Regions from separate parts of the Mus musculus genome. Here region 2 is linked to region 1. A link is a contact called in public HiChIP or PLAC-seq data. All regions are on one chromosome and are shown on one strand. The core of a region is the stretch at or near the end of the contact, and the rest is flanking DNA. Distances in the headings are between cores, read along the strand shown.

Evidence for each region. HiChIP or PLAC-seq counts read pairs in DNA pulled down with a chosen protein or histone mark.
Region 2: a contact with region 1 is called in a FOXA1 HiChIP or PLAC-seq map of pancreatic cancer cells. The contact joins two enhancer-like sites. A contact is called at or near these places in 2 of 39 promoter capture datasets (embryonic stem cells and erythroid cells) and 1 of 115 datasets of contacts at active chromatin or transcription factors (pancreatic cancer cells).

The regions. Positions count from the first base shown.
Region 1 is chr11:99,124,220-99,130,864 of GRCm38.p6, forward strand. No RefSeq gene overlaps it. Among named protein-coding and RNA genes, the nearest start is that of Ccr7, 28 kb to the right of the region's middle. Within about 2 kb of position 3,757, at least 81 of the 459 cell types and tissues checked have an H3K27ac peak or open chromatin away from gene starts, as enhancers often do. A contact at or near this core is called in pancreatic cancer cells, where this site is marked.
Region 2 is chr11:100,109,623-100,116,267 of GRCm38.p6, forward strand. No RefSeq gene overlaps it. Among named protein-coding and RNA genes, the nearest start is that of Krt36, 7.3 kb to the left of the region's middle. Within about 2 kb of position 3,594, at least 44 of the 459 cell types and tissues checked have an H3K27ac peak or open chromatin away from gene starts, as enhancers often do. A contact at or near this core is called in pancreatic cancer cells, where this site is marked.

The sequences.
Region 1 (6,645 bases), core at 2,507-5,006:
CACGTGCGCGCGCGCGCATGCGGGGGTGGGGTGGGGGTGGGGGCCTCTGTTTCCAGATAAAACAAGGATATCCCCTCACCTTCCTTGCTGGCTAAGGAAGGGTGGCTTTACGGACTCTCCGCTTATCTGTATGTTGTAGATGGGAGCTGCATGTGCTGTGGGTGTGATCTCATGTGTGTGCCCTTCTTCCCATGTGATCGTTTGGACCCGGCTGTTGTGATACACTCTGATCACTTCTGCTCGTTCAGATGGACAGTCATCAGGTACTTTCTGAAGAAGCACCAGAAATCAAGACAGAATTATCTGTACCCCCTTCACTCTTAGATCAGATAGACAGCCAAGTACATCACTACATCTCAGAGCCTCCTAAACTGCAGGGAAGCCGCCTGGCAGAGCCGACTGCAGCTGATCCCTGGCTCCCCTTCATCTGTGGGGTTTGTATGAAGGACATGCATGAGGTTTTAGAAGAAAGCAAGGCTGTTTCTGAGTTTCTTCTGGCTTACACCAGGGGCTTTGGCCACGATACCCCACATATTCTATCGACTTTGATGTTTTCTGATCTTTATTCACTCTGCCTGAGGAATTCTTTTTCTTCCACCCTTCAGTCACGCTCCACCCGCTTCCCTGAAGAAATGAGAACCAGATTGCGTGGTTTGAGCAGGAAAACACTGGCATCCTCACACTGGCCACGGGTGAATGTTTCTCTGCTCCCACCCCTGCCTTGCTGGGAATCTCCAGCTGCCCAGAAGTGACATGGCCAAGCGGGTGGGGGGTGGGGCGGCGGGAGCTGAACTTTGGTGAGCGTCTCATGGACCCAGTTCCTTTTACATTTGGCCATTTGAGGGTCCCTGTGAGGATACCACCGAGCTTGTGAAATCGCAATTCTAGTTCAGCAAAATGCACACTCATCTGGACCTCTGTAGGTGACCCCGCTGGGCATATAAGAAGAGCCTTCTGCCCTGAAGAGGACCCAGGAAGCTCTCAGAGAAAAGAGACGGAAAGGCAATGACAATGAAGCTGTTTAATGTGGTTCAGACACTTGTACCGTAGAGGTGAAGGTGTGACCAGAACATTGAGTTGTCCTTTCTGTTGACATTAGTCTGGAGGAAGATGTCAGATAATATGCCAAAAGCCTGTAGGTGACTCTACATTTGATTATAATCAGAATATATAGTTTACTGAGTGACTTCAGTCAAAAACCTAACTTCTTTTTTTTCCCCCAGTATGGTTGAAAAGGCTAACACTGAGCATGGACAGTGTCTGTCTGTCTGTCTGTCTGTCTGTCTGTCTGTCTCTTTCAGATTTTGGAATAGGATTTTGCTGTTTCCCAGGCTGGCCTTGAATTCACTCTTGCAGCCTGGACTTGAACTTGTGACCTCAGGCCCCTGTGGAGATACTATGAGGATGGCCTGACATAGGAAGTGTGAAGCGTTTATCTGCAGGGCACACAAGCATCAGAACCCACATGAAAAAGCTGTGCCCCTGGAACCTCAGCTCTGGGGAGGTAGAAAGGAGGCTCTTGGGGGCTTGCTGCCCCAGCCAATTGGTTCAGTTCAGGGAGAGACTCAGAAACTAAGGTGGGGAGTGGTTGAGAGGTTAGCCTCTGGCCTTACATACATGCACACATATATGTAGCCATGTAGGTATACCCAAGTACACATGCACACAGATACAGACAGGCAGGCAAGCAGGCAGGCACGCATGCACGTGCTCACACACACACACACACACACACACACACACACACACACACACAGAGAGAGAGAGAGAGAGAGAGAGAGAGAGAGAGAGAGATCCTAGCATCAGGAGGCACTTCCAAAGTTGGTAGCCCTGCCATTTGTATTGGTCTGGATAGGCTAACTGGTCTAACAAACAGGCCAAGAATAGCTAATTGCTTGGAGACAATAGAGTGCTCCTTGTCCTATACCAGGACATACCAGGGTAGTCAGTGGAGCTGCTCAGAGGCCTGCTGACAGTCTGCCACCTCTGTTTGGTGGACAGAGGGGGAAGAGGGAATGAAGGCATGCCAGCATTGTCTCAGAAGGGACACCTCTGCTCACATCCCAGGGGTGAGAACCAACCATGTGGTTCCATCTAAATGCTGTGGCCTCTTGGGAGATACGGTCCCTGGCTGGCTACTCCATTTCTGGTGTCAGGCCTAGACACAGTGAAGGGAAGGAGTCTTCAGGAGACAAGTGTGTCACAGTTTCTAAGTGTGTGTGTGTGAGAGGGGTTAGTTCTAAAATAGGGATGGGGGAGATTTTTTCTGTTTGGTGATCAGGCAGTGTTGCTCAGGGTGGAGTATAGGAGTTGGGCAGGGGGCTCATCTGAGTCAGGACTTCCCCAGGGTGAGCCAGCAGCCAGCAGGGAGGACACAGGTCACCGGGAGTCACAGGACTCCCATGACCAGCCAGGAGGCAGGAAAGTACAGGCCTGGAGAGTCTGTGGTGGAAAGGGGTGGAGAGGTGAGTTGGGGGCCCACCAGGAAGGCCTGGAATGTTGAGATAAGGGCATGGAAATCGGGAGTCATGCCTGCTCTCCAGGCAGTGAGGTCCAGGAGAGTGGGTGCTTATGGGAGTAAGAAACAAGAAATGGGGGAGGAAGCTGTGAAGATGGAGACTGAGAAATGGGGGTTGAGGGGGTGGGAGAGGCAAGCAGAGGGGAAGGAGAAGGGACAGGATGGGGCCTTGACCAGACCTGCTGTTCACTCCTGGGTTCCCTAGGCCTTCATCTAGCAGCCCTTTACCATAGGGTTCGCCTGCTTGGGGCCCAGCTCCCTACAGCCCTGCATGCAGGGAGAAGTCTTATCTCCCCTTTCTCGGCTTTGTTCTCCTTCCAGGAAGGAAGTGGCTCTGGAGGCCTGTGGGTGGGACATTCCTTGGCTTTGCTTACTGTTCCCAGATTTTTCACGATTCCTGGTGACAGAGCTGGCATCTCTAACCAGCCTTGGAGAGGGGCAAAATCCTCAGGAACATGCTGAACCCCAGGGAAGCCAGAGCCCTGTCTTTCAGCTACCCCAGCCCCCTGGGTGCAAAAGCCACCTGCAGAGGGCAAAGCCTGGGCTTAAGAACAAGCTGGGGGCACAGGGATCGGGAAGAGAGGAAAGAGCCCTGCACAGGTTATGAAGTGCCATCAATGAGGCTGTGCCTGTAAGGAAGGAAAACTGACCTTGGAGGAGGTGACATTTGTAATGGCCCCGTGACATCGGTTTCTACTGGCTGGGGTGGTAAGAAGAAATCGGGAGAAGGAATTGGAAAGTAGGGGAGACCCAGGGCTTCTTAGGGGAACATGAATTGGTGCAGGTTTTAGCTGCTAGGTAGGAAGTCAAGGGGACCCTGGGACGTAGTGGGGTCCAATGAAGGAAAGTTAGGATAAGAGCCTTGAACTTCACTGAGCAGACCCTCTAGCTTCTTAAGGCTTCTGGTTAGGGGTGAAGCTGTACCAGAAACTCCTCTGTATTTAGAACACGTCTCCCAGCTGCCTCTGTCCTGACATGGGATCCTTCAGACTTTAGGGCATTTCCAGAAGTTGATCTAGGGGCTGCCTTGCAATTGCACAGACCACATCGAAAGGCCAGAAGACTTGGGGACAGGAAGGTGCCACTCTGCTCTCAAGAATCAGTTCAGGTTCACCCAAAAGGCCTGTGGTCGTGGGAAGCATCAGGCTAGCATGGAAAGAGAACCAGGGAGGCTGGGGCTCGGCCCACTTCTCGGGCTGGGACCTGGGCGTATGAGTAAGCACCTCTGGCCCTTGGTTTCCTCAGCGTGTGACATGGCCGACAGCGTTGTCTGTGGTAAAATGAGGTCACTGCTTTGGTCTACTCACAGTCGTGTTTAATAAATATTAGTTTCCCTCAAATTGGGACTGGCATGGGTGGGGAATGAGGGTGGGTCAGTGATCCGTGCTGCAGATAGCTCAGCTGGGGACAGTGTTAGGGAGGCGACTTGGATCCTTCAGACTTGGCCCTGTACTGTCTGGGCGGAGTGATGTTCCTTCTCGGGCCTCCCTGTCCCTTCCTGCTCCTTTGATATCAAGAGGGCCACTTAAGGCCCCAGTGTCTGTGCCATTCTTCCTGTTTGAACAGCAAGTGCCACCCAACCGACCTGGCAGGGGTTATCTGGCTCTAGAGGCTGTGGGTCCCTAGGAGAGTTGGACTTGGCACAGGGTAGCAAGGGAGGTTGGAGGGAGGGCCTCAAGCCCAGGCTGGCCCAGCACTAGGGCAGACATCCAGGCCACCAGCAGGTGCTCCCTGGCTAATTTGCTATCTCCCTTTCTTTCGCTGGCTTTCCTGGTACTAGAGTCAACAAGAGCTTGTAGGACAAAACTCACTTGCCAAAGTATGTGAGAAGCGGGTGTCGGGGGTGCCCCTCTGGCTCCTCTGCTGTTCTTGGAAGGAGGCTGAGCAGACTCTTGGCCTCCTGTCTCCAGACTTGGCAGGTGGCAGTGGTACCAGACCCGTCTTGGTCCTAAATCTGGCCCTGCATCTCATGAGCTGGGTGATATTGTGTGTGGTATTAATTTCTTCCAGCCTCAGTTTCTTCCAGCTTACAGGTTCCTTGGCTGTAAAATAGGAATAATGTCATCAGTATTGGGAGAATTAAATTGCTAATAGTTGCAGAGTTAACATAGTGGCCAACACAAATCAGGAGCCTTGGAAGCATCGGTCTTCCTCCCTCCCTTGTTCCCAGATCCCTTCTTATCCCTCCCTCCCTCCCTCCCTCCCTCCCTCCCTCCCTCCCTCCCTCCCTCCCTCCCTCCCTCCCTCCCTCCCTCCCTCCCTTCTCTCTTTCTTTCCAGTCGCAACTCTGAGATGGGAGACCTGTTGGCAGGTACAGGAAGCCCCTCTCTTCATAGAACCCCTCTGGACCTCCAGGCCAGGAGACCGAGTATGGAGTTGGCGACCTGACTCCTGGGTGCAGACTTTTAATCTAGGGATGATGTTCATTGTAGCACGACCACTTCTGGGCACAGGCTCTTCTGTAACACTTGTCCTTGAGCTTCACTGAGGCTAAGACAAACAGGTTGGCCAGCTGGAAGAGGAGGAGGTTGGAAACTAGCTGGCCTGGGCCTTTTCCCTTTCCTGGGACTAGTGTCTTCTATCAAAACTCAACAGTGTGGATGGCCCGGCTCACTCTGCCAGCCAATTCAGGAAGAGCCAGAAGCTAATTCACACTCAAATGTTAATAGCAATAAATGAATCAATGATAGTCACCCCCAGGGGTGTTGATGGCTGTTAATGACTTTCAGGTTCTGCTGGCTGCTTTCAGAACAGCTCAATTCCCCTGAGCTACATCTGTCTTGGGCTTAGTCATTTAGCACTCTCAGCCCTCAGCTTCAAAGGCTGGGAGCTCAGGGAGGCTGGCTCTGGAAGAGTATGGGGTCCAAAGAGGGGGTCTAAAACTCTGATAACCAGAGGACACGAGCCAAGGGCCAGGGCTGGGACAGGAGCTGGCAACACTGGTATCATGGAGGTCGCACCATGGAAGTAGTGGTGGAAGAGAGGGTACAGCGCGGAGTCACTCTGACTGTGTGATGAGCTGTTGCATGTTGCTCTCCAACACGGGTGATGTCTGTGTGTCTGTCTGCCTTATCAGACCCTCTGGACACTTCAGATGCTTTTGGCTGGTGGCTGTATCCAGTAGGTTACAGCCTCCTTGGGGCATAGCTGGAAGCTCGCCGGGCAGGACATAGCTCTTAAGAACTCAGTCCTGAGTTGAGCCCAGTACTATATTTCAATCTTATTGGGGTGGGAAAGATCTAAGGGTCATGTTAAGATGCAAATTCTGGGGGCTGGTGAGATGGCTCAGTAGTGAAGAGCGCTGGATACTTTTCCAGAGGACCTGAGTTTGATTCCCAGCAACCACATGGAGGCTCACAACCTTCTGTGATGCCAGTTCCAGGGGACCCGACACCCTTTCTTGGCATTATATATACCAGGCATGCAAGTGGTGCACATCTATACAAGTGTGCACGCACATTAAAAAAATAAAATCAAGATAAAATTTTAAAAAAATGCAAATTCTGATCCTATGTGTGCAGAACCTGGGGTTTGCATTGAGTTTAAGTTCCCAGATGATGGGGTTTGCTGCTGTTTGAGTGCATGCGTGAGTGAGTGTGTGTGTGTGTGTGTGTGTGTGTGTGCGTGTGCGTGCGCAAGCACGCACGCGTGTGCAAAGGACCATGGGCAGGACACTTTCCTCACTGTGATCTCAGAAGTCCCCTCTGACTCTGACACCGCATCTCTCAGCACATAGTAAGTCAGGGATGAGTTTATCCAGTGCTGCCCCACCACATGCAGGCCAGTAGAGGAAGACAGCTAATCTTTAACGGGGGTGAGGTGGGGTGGGGAGGGGGGTCAATAACGAAATCAATCACCAATCACTGAAAACTTACTGTTGGCTCATCACTTCTCCATTGAAGAATCTGGCCTCAAGATGTTTTTGAGGCTGGGGGGAAACCAGAATCTGGAGAATTTGGAGATGAAGGACATTGAACATGTGTCTGTCTGTCTGTCTGTCTGTCTCTCTCTCTCACAGACCCTTCAGTAGTGATGAGGAGTTTATTAATCCTTTTCTTGGTCCTGGTCTCCAGCAGCCCACTTCACGGATGAATGTGCCGGTGGGACTGCCCCTTAGCAGGGAGGCA
Region 2 (6,645 bases), core at 2,344-4,843, 990 kb after region 1:
TGAACTTCCCAAGGCATCCAGCCACTTAAGGAAGTCCTGTCTTTTGCAGCTCTGCCCAATTGTTCAAAAAGATACAACACCCAAAGAGGCAGGCAGTATCTTCCTGCTTCCAGAGTACAGCAGTCCCTTTGGCCAGGATTCTCAGTCCAGTCTCTGACCCTTACCCTAGAGCTGTGGTTCTCACCCTTCCTAACGTTGCAACCCTTTAATACAGGTTCTCATGCTGCAGTGACCCCCCCCCAACCGTAATATTGTCTTTATTGCTACTTCATAACTGTAATTTTGCTATGTTTATGAATTATAATGTAAATATCTGTGGGTTTCCATGGTCTTTGGCGACCCCTGAGAAAGGACTGTTCAAGCCCCAAAGGGATCGTGACTCACAGGTTGATAACCTCTGCCCTAGAAGTTCCTTCAGGTCCAGGCACCAGTTGCAGCCTCATAAAGTGCTCTCTGACCACCATGACTCCGTTTTGGAGAACAGGGAGAAGAGGAAAACAGAAAAGATCCTACTACTTGAGCCAACTTTGGAACACCATCAACCTCAGGATCAGTAGCCAGGTAAATGTCTTTGTTGAAAAGAAGTCTCTACCTTCAACTAGGCTTCCATCTGAAAGCTGAAGTTCTGCCTAGATAAAGCCTGGTTGTCCTATGGGACTCTGAGGAGTCACTCCCATTCTGAGAGAATACAAGGACAGCGTGTTGTGATACATCCAAGGAGTAAGTGAACGCTCCCAGCAAGGGTCTCCTCTCCCCCCACCCACCCACCACCCACCCCCGCTTCTCCAGGCTTTGGTCAAATATGTGGGCTACCACATCACTGTAGAACCCCCAAGGTAACAGAGAAATCAGATCAGATAGCCAATGGCTGTCCCTATTTGAGCAGCCTGCTGGTTCAGGCTTGATCTTTCTGGTTTTCTCATCTCACCTGTTTTCACCATGAGGTCCACATACAGGTCCTAGAGAAGTCCCTACCACAGAAGACACCTGAAAAGTGGTTCTGCTTCCTAACTTCTTCAGACCTCACCTGGGACCCCACCCACCTCCCCCACACCATATAACAAGAAATCTTTCCATATAACAAGAAATCCGTTCAAACGTGAAACACCCGGGATATCTGGCCCCTCCTCCTGAGAAGCCTGGTTACTATATATTCTCCTTTAAACAACCATGTCCAAAGCTCCTGCCAAATGTGTTACCAGCTGATGTCAGATGCTAGTACTAATATGCAGGAACTGGTACACAGCGTTGAAGAAAGCATGGTGAGAAGTAGAAATACTCATAATAGAGACATTTCTAATCATTCATTTAATTTTCCAAAAGGATCCAGGAAATGTCTCACTGGGCCCTGATGGTGAAAGACTCAGGGCCATTCATGGATCTAGGAAAAACTGACTTACCAGATTCAGTGAGCAAAAATATTCTCAATATTTGGAATATGATTATAGTAAAATGTTATTGTCTATCTGCAAAACCAATCCAGCTGAGCAGCCTGGGTTCTGCACGGAAATCTTCAGTAAGGATATATCACTATTTAAGGGCTTTGGCCAAGCATGATGCTACTGTCCCTTGCCTCCCTGACACCATGAAATTGGCTGATACGGGGGACAGGTCAATTAGACTTCCCTTGGAAAACCATGACATTTGATTCCTTTATGTCCCGTCTCAGTAGCTGCTGTGTAGGCCTTCCACCCTCCATAAGCAGTACTCAGAGGTCTGGGGGCTAAGTTGTCATGCCACTATATCAGTGACATTCTACCCTGATCCTTCCACTGGGTGACTCAGCCTGGGCGGGATTCTCAAGTCTCCTCTGCTCCATTTCCAATCCCTCAGGTTCCCAAACTTCTGCCTATCTCCATAGCCACTACGCCTCACTGGACTCAGGATTGTCTGAACACATATCAGCTGGCCAAGGAGATCACCCACCCGATCCCTGACTGCCCTTCAGTGGGGGGCAGGAGGGGGTGATCTTCAGGAGAGCTGATGAAGAATGACAGTAGCCTTGGACAGTGATTCCTTTCAAAACTCTAGGGGTTCCACTCTCCAGGACCCTGATAGGGTTTTTTAATTCCCATTGGATCTACCTTACCCTGCCTAGGTCTTGAAATCCCCTCCTTACTAAGCCCAAAATGCTCTAGAATATCATCTCTCTCAAAATACAAAAACAAAATAAAAGTCCTCTCCCCTGAGAGAGATTTTGGTTATTGCCCCAGGCTTTGGAAGTCTGCTCAGAATGAGCCATGTGTCTTGCCATAGTGAGTGTCCAGGGAGCCACTGGGCCCAGGGGAAAGCCATACCTCTCCAGTCCTCTTGTGGCCATGCTCTGCCTCCATATTTCAGGGCCCAAGGGCCAGCTCTTCCTGCACAACCATGCTTGCCAGCAGCTCCCATCTGGAGAACATGAGCCTCTGCTCAGAGGTACCGAGTCCTTACCCCCTCTCACTCGGCTTTTATGGTCTAAGAATTCCACAGCATTGCTTTTTCTCCCCAGCGTGTTTGAGAACCTGTGGTTTATGGGAGATGCCCTGTCAGGCATACTGGGACAGGGACTTCAGTGTCCGAGTCCACTCCTTTCAAGTATCACTTCATTGAACCACAAAGCAAATCCCCCCCCCAAAAAACACCCCATTTGATTGGCTCAGCGGTCAGCATTTACAGATGCTGTGCAGTCCACATAACAACACCCCTCCTGGTAACAACAGCCAGTCTGTGGCCAGGCCCGGGACTCCAGGCTGTCATTAACTATCCTGCATTCTGCAGATTTGACTTTCAAGCTTCTCTGAGATGCTCAGATGAAAGCAGCCACAGGGCTGTTACGAGCGATCGTGAAAGTTGGCCAGAGAATGTGTGCCAGACACCCGCCAGCTTTCCCAAAAGCCCATCCCCAACAGGTGCCTGAAAGAGTCTCAGCAGCCAACCAGCCACCTGTATCACCCTCCCAAACTCCATGTAGGGACACAGTGCACCCAGCTCTCCCAGAGTCCCCAAAGAGCTGCTCAAAGGAACATAGCTCGTGTACCCTGCTCTACCCAAAACACCAACAGCCCGGAGGGTACCTTCCAAAAGCACATAGGTTCCCTGAGATACAAGAACCCAAAAATGGGAAGAGGAAATGGGTTGCAATAGGGGCATGGGGGATTCTGGGACAATACATCATCAGGCCCTATTGATTACAACCTTGCAATGCCATCTCTCCTGAGCCTTGCTGCAGGCTTCCCTAGCGAGGAACAGTTGGATTCCCCTTCCAGGAAGGTTAGGGAAGTCTCATACCCCCAATGGGTGGTCAAAGCTGCCACCCGAAATAGATGAGCTAAGTACCAGAGAAGTCTTGTCATGGAACTCCGCCCTCAGCCTCACCTTGCTTCTCAAATGCCTTGCTGTCACACCCAGTGCTGGGGACAGACAGACAGAACCTCCTGTTAGGACTAAATCTAAGGTCCTGTCCCTCTACTACCTTGGATCCCAACTGGTGGCCAGGGACCCTGGTCTGCTTTCTGACATGAGTCTGCCCTCTGCAGGGCCAAGGCAGGACAGACAGCCCCACAGGATGGGCAGACATGTACTGGTCCATTAAGGAAGGGTGGAGCCTTGGGGATAGGGAGGTACCTTTTGCTCAAGGTGAGAAGCCAGACGCTTCTTGAGAATCGCAGCATTGAATCACCATGGTAGCTCACCTGCCATGTGTCAGGCTTTCCTGCCAACCCACCCGTGCCCACCTGGGAAACTGACCTAGTGGCTCCTGGACATCCCAGGAATGTACCCTGGTTGGCTCTTTTGTCCCATGAGCACTGAGATCTGGGAGTCTTGTTCCTCTCCACATTCCTGGAGGTGAACACGTGACCCCTGACAAAGTACCAACCAGCTCCTCAGGAAGTATTTTGGAACAGTGGCTCCCACCCTGTGAACTAGTCTGCTCCCTTTGGAGGATCTAACTTGATTTTCCCGTGTATAAAGCGCACATGACGGTGACCTCTCTTGGGATGAAGTAACATAAAGCTGAGGGCTGGGGAGAGCACACACTGTGCAGTGTGCTGGCCTTTTCGGTCTGGTTGTAACCCTTTATCTTAGGGTCTCCTGCCTGACGCACACTCATTCACGGTCTGACACAGATGTGAGTCAGGCACCACTGGGTCATGGTTGTTTGCTCACTATTGCAGCTCTGGGAAACAGCCACTGAGCCTGCGGTGACCTGAGCGCCTAGGACAACCCCCTAGGGAGGGGCAGTGTTGACCCAGCAGTTCTTTCCTCCCTCAAGTGTCACCCCACCAGGTGACTAAACTGACAGATGGAGTCCAAGGCAGAAAGACAGGATCTCCACCCCACCCCTTCTACTTCCTAGACTAGAGGCCTGGGTCAGCCTTCTTCCCAGCTCAGAAAGGCTGTTGGCTGGCCTGACAGAAACACTGCCCCTGACTTGTCCCTCCCAACTTCCCTGAAATACCTGACGGGGCCACAGAGTTAGGGCTTCTCACAGTTCTTCCTGGGATCTAGGTGAAAAGCTCCCAGGCCATAGAGAGTCCCCTCCAGACTTAGGGGTCCAGCTTCTGTCATTGATCCACATAAATGAGTCTCCCTCATATTCTACTGAGCATGTCAATACCAAGACTGGAAGGAAGTTTTGGTCTTGGGGATCAAAACAAGCCGGGGTGCTCAGCTTTGAAAACTCCTATCCTTGACTGGGGTAAGGGCCCCATTCTTTCCTGCCCTTGGTATTGTATGTTTGCTACAGTTTCCATCTTCCATTGTCCCTCCACTCTCCATCTAATTCATCTTTCAGGTCCTGTATATACAGTAGGTATGAGGATGTGGGTGACCCCAAAACTGTTTCTACCTCAAAGAAAGTCACAGAACCAGAAAGGCCATGACCAGAAGCATTACTTGGTGAGCTCTTAGTAACCGCGTGTCAGATTGTTCTGAGTCCTCAGCTTTAATAACCTACGGGGGAGGTAGCCATTAGCAGGAGAGGAAGTGCTCTTACCTAGTTCCTGTCTGTCTGAGAATGCTTTTAAAGATGGAGGTTCTTTCTCCAGAATCAATCCAGTGTCAGAATGCAGTCACACTCCACAGGAAGCTACAGCCTCAACCCAAAACCAAAAACGCTTGGGAGCAAAGGGCATGGCCTGGTTTTCTGTAATGCTTTTAGCTCCTGGCAGAGTTCCAGACGGGGAACTTGACCTGAGCCCCTACCTCCTTCTACAGTGGAGAACAGAAAGGGCTCTGGAATAAATAGAGACTAGATGCTGTCTCTGCTTCAGCTAGCTCAGGCATGCCCAAGTGAGTCCTGTGTGCCTAAGCCAGGTGCGTGTGGCCTGCAAGTGAGAAGAGTATAAGTTATACCAGGGTGAGGTGGGGAACTCAGAGGAGAGTCAAGAAGGAGAGGGGAAGACCAGAGAAAGGGGACAGGTGTCAAGGGTGTCAGAGACCCTCTGACCCTCTGGCCCTCTGGCCCTCTGGCCCTCTGGCCCTCTGGCCCTCTGGCCAAAAATTCTGTGACCAAATCCAAATGTTATCTCAGAGGCAGGTCCCCAGTTCATTCATTCCTCTCTTCCTTCAACAAGCATTTAGCTAAACCCTCCCCGAGATGAAAAGACACAGCCCTGATGTAGTAATATTTAATCCCAACCCAGGGTTTCCACCCTGCCTTTGACATATATAAAGACCCACACAACCTTTTTATTTATAACAAGCCTTAAACAGTGCAAGAGTTGGGCAGATACCCACCCTCTAAGTTATTAGACTCTACTTTCCTATAGGTAGGTCCAAGTTATCACTTATTATGTTTTATCTAGGCTGCTCTAAACTCCAATTGGCCAGCCCTCAGGACCTTGTTTTCATGACTCACCTAACCCATGGCTGCTTCTTTTTCCTCCTCTATTCTCACTCTCTTGTGGTTTTCCTTCAACCCCCAAATTCTGGAACCCTAAATCCTACCAATGTCTCTTTGCCCAGCTATTGGCCTTTCTTTATCTATCAGAAATAACTTGGGGGCATCTTCACATAGTGTCGATGTGCAGGACTCTCTCATCTCTGGGACAATCAGGTCTGGAGGAAATGCTATTAGCATTAGAATACAAGCAGCATCTGGCCAACTCACTATGCGTAGGACCATGCTGTCAACATGAATGTAGAGGAGTACATTCTTGGGAACACCCAGGAACATGCCACACCAGCCATGTGTCATGGAGAAGGGTTACCATTTCAATCTGCATTTTAAGGAGAGCCTATAGAACAGAGATGTGAAAAATAAATTAAAAAAAAAAAAAAAAAGAACAGAGCCCTGCTCTGGAGAGAACGAGGAGGGGGTCTGACTGAGTTCTCCTGTAGAATACGGCTCTGCAGCTGTCCAAACACACGCCTGCTTCACAAGAGCATTTTGAAATAGAAAGACCTTGGGCTTCACTGGAGAGGCTCTTATAGGAGCTAGGACTGGAAGGAGCAAGGAAGAGGTCAGAACATCTGACCTGTGGGTCTACAAAAAATCCTGCCTTTCTTTGGTGGCCATACTCCAGCTTGAGTGAGGGGCAAGGTCAAACTGGAGGCAGAGCAACCAGTGACGCTGTTATAATAGCATGTCATGAGAGTTAGAATCAGGGAAGACATTGGAGCTAAAAACGCAGTCCATGAAAGGACTTATGGAAGAGGAGA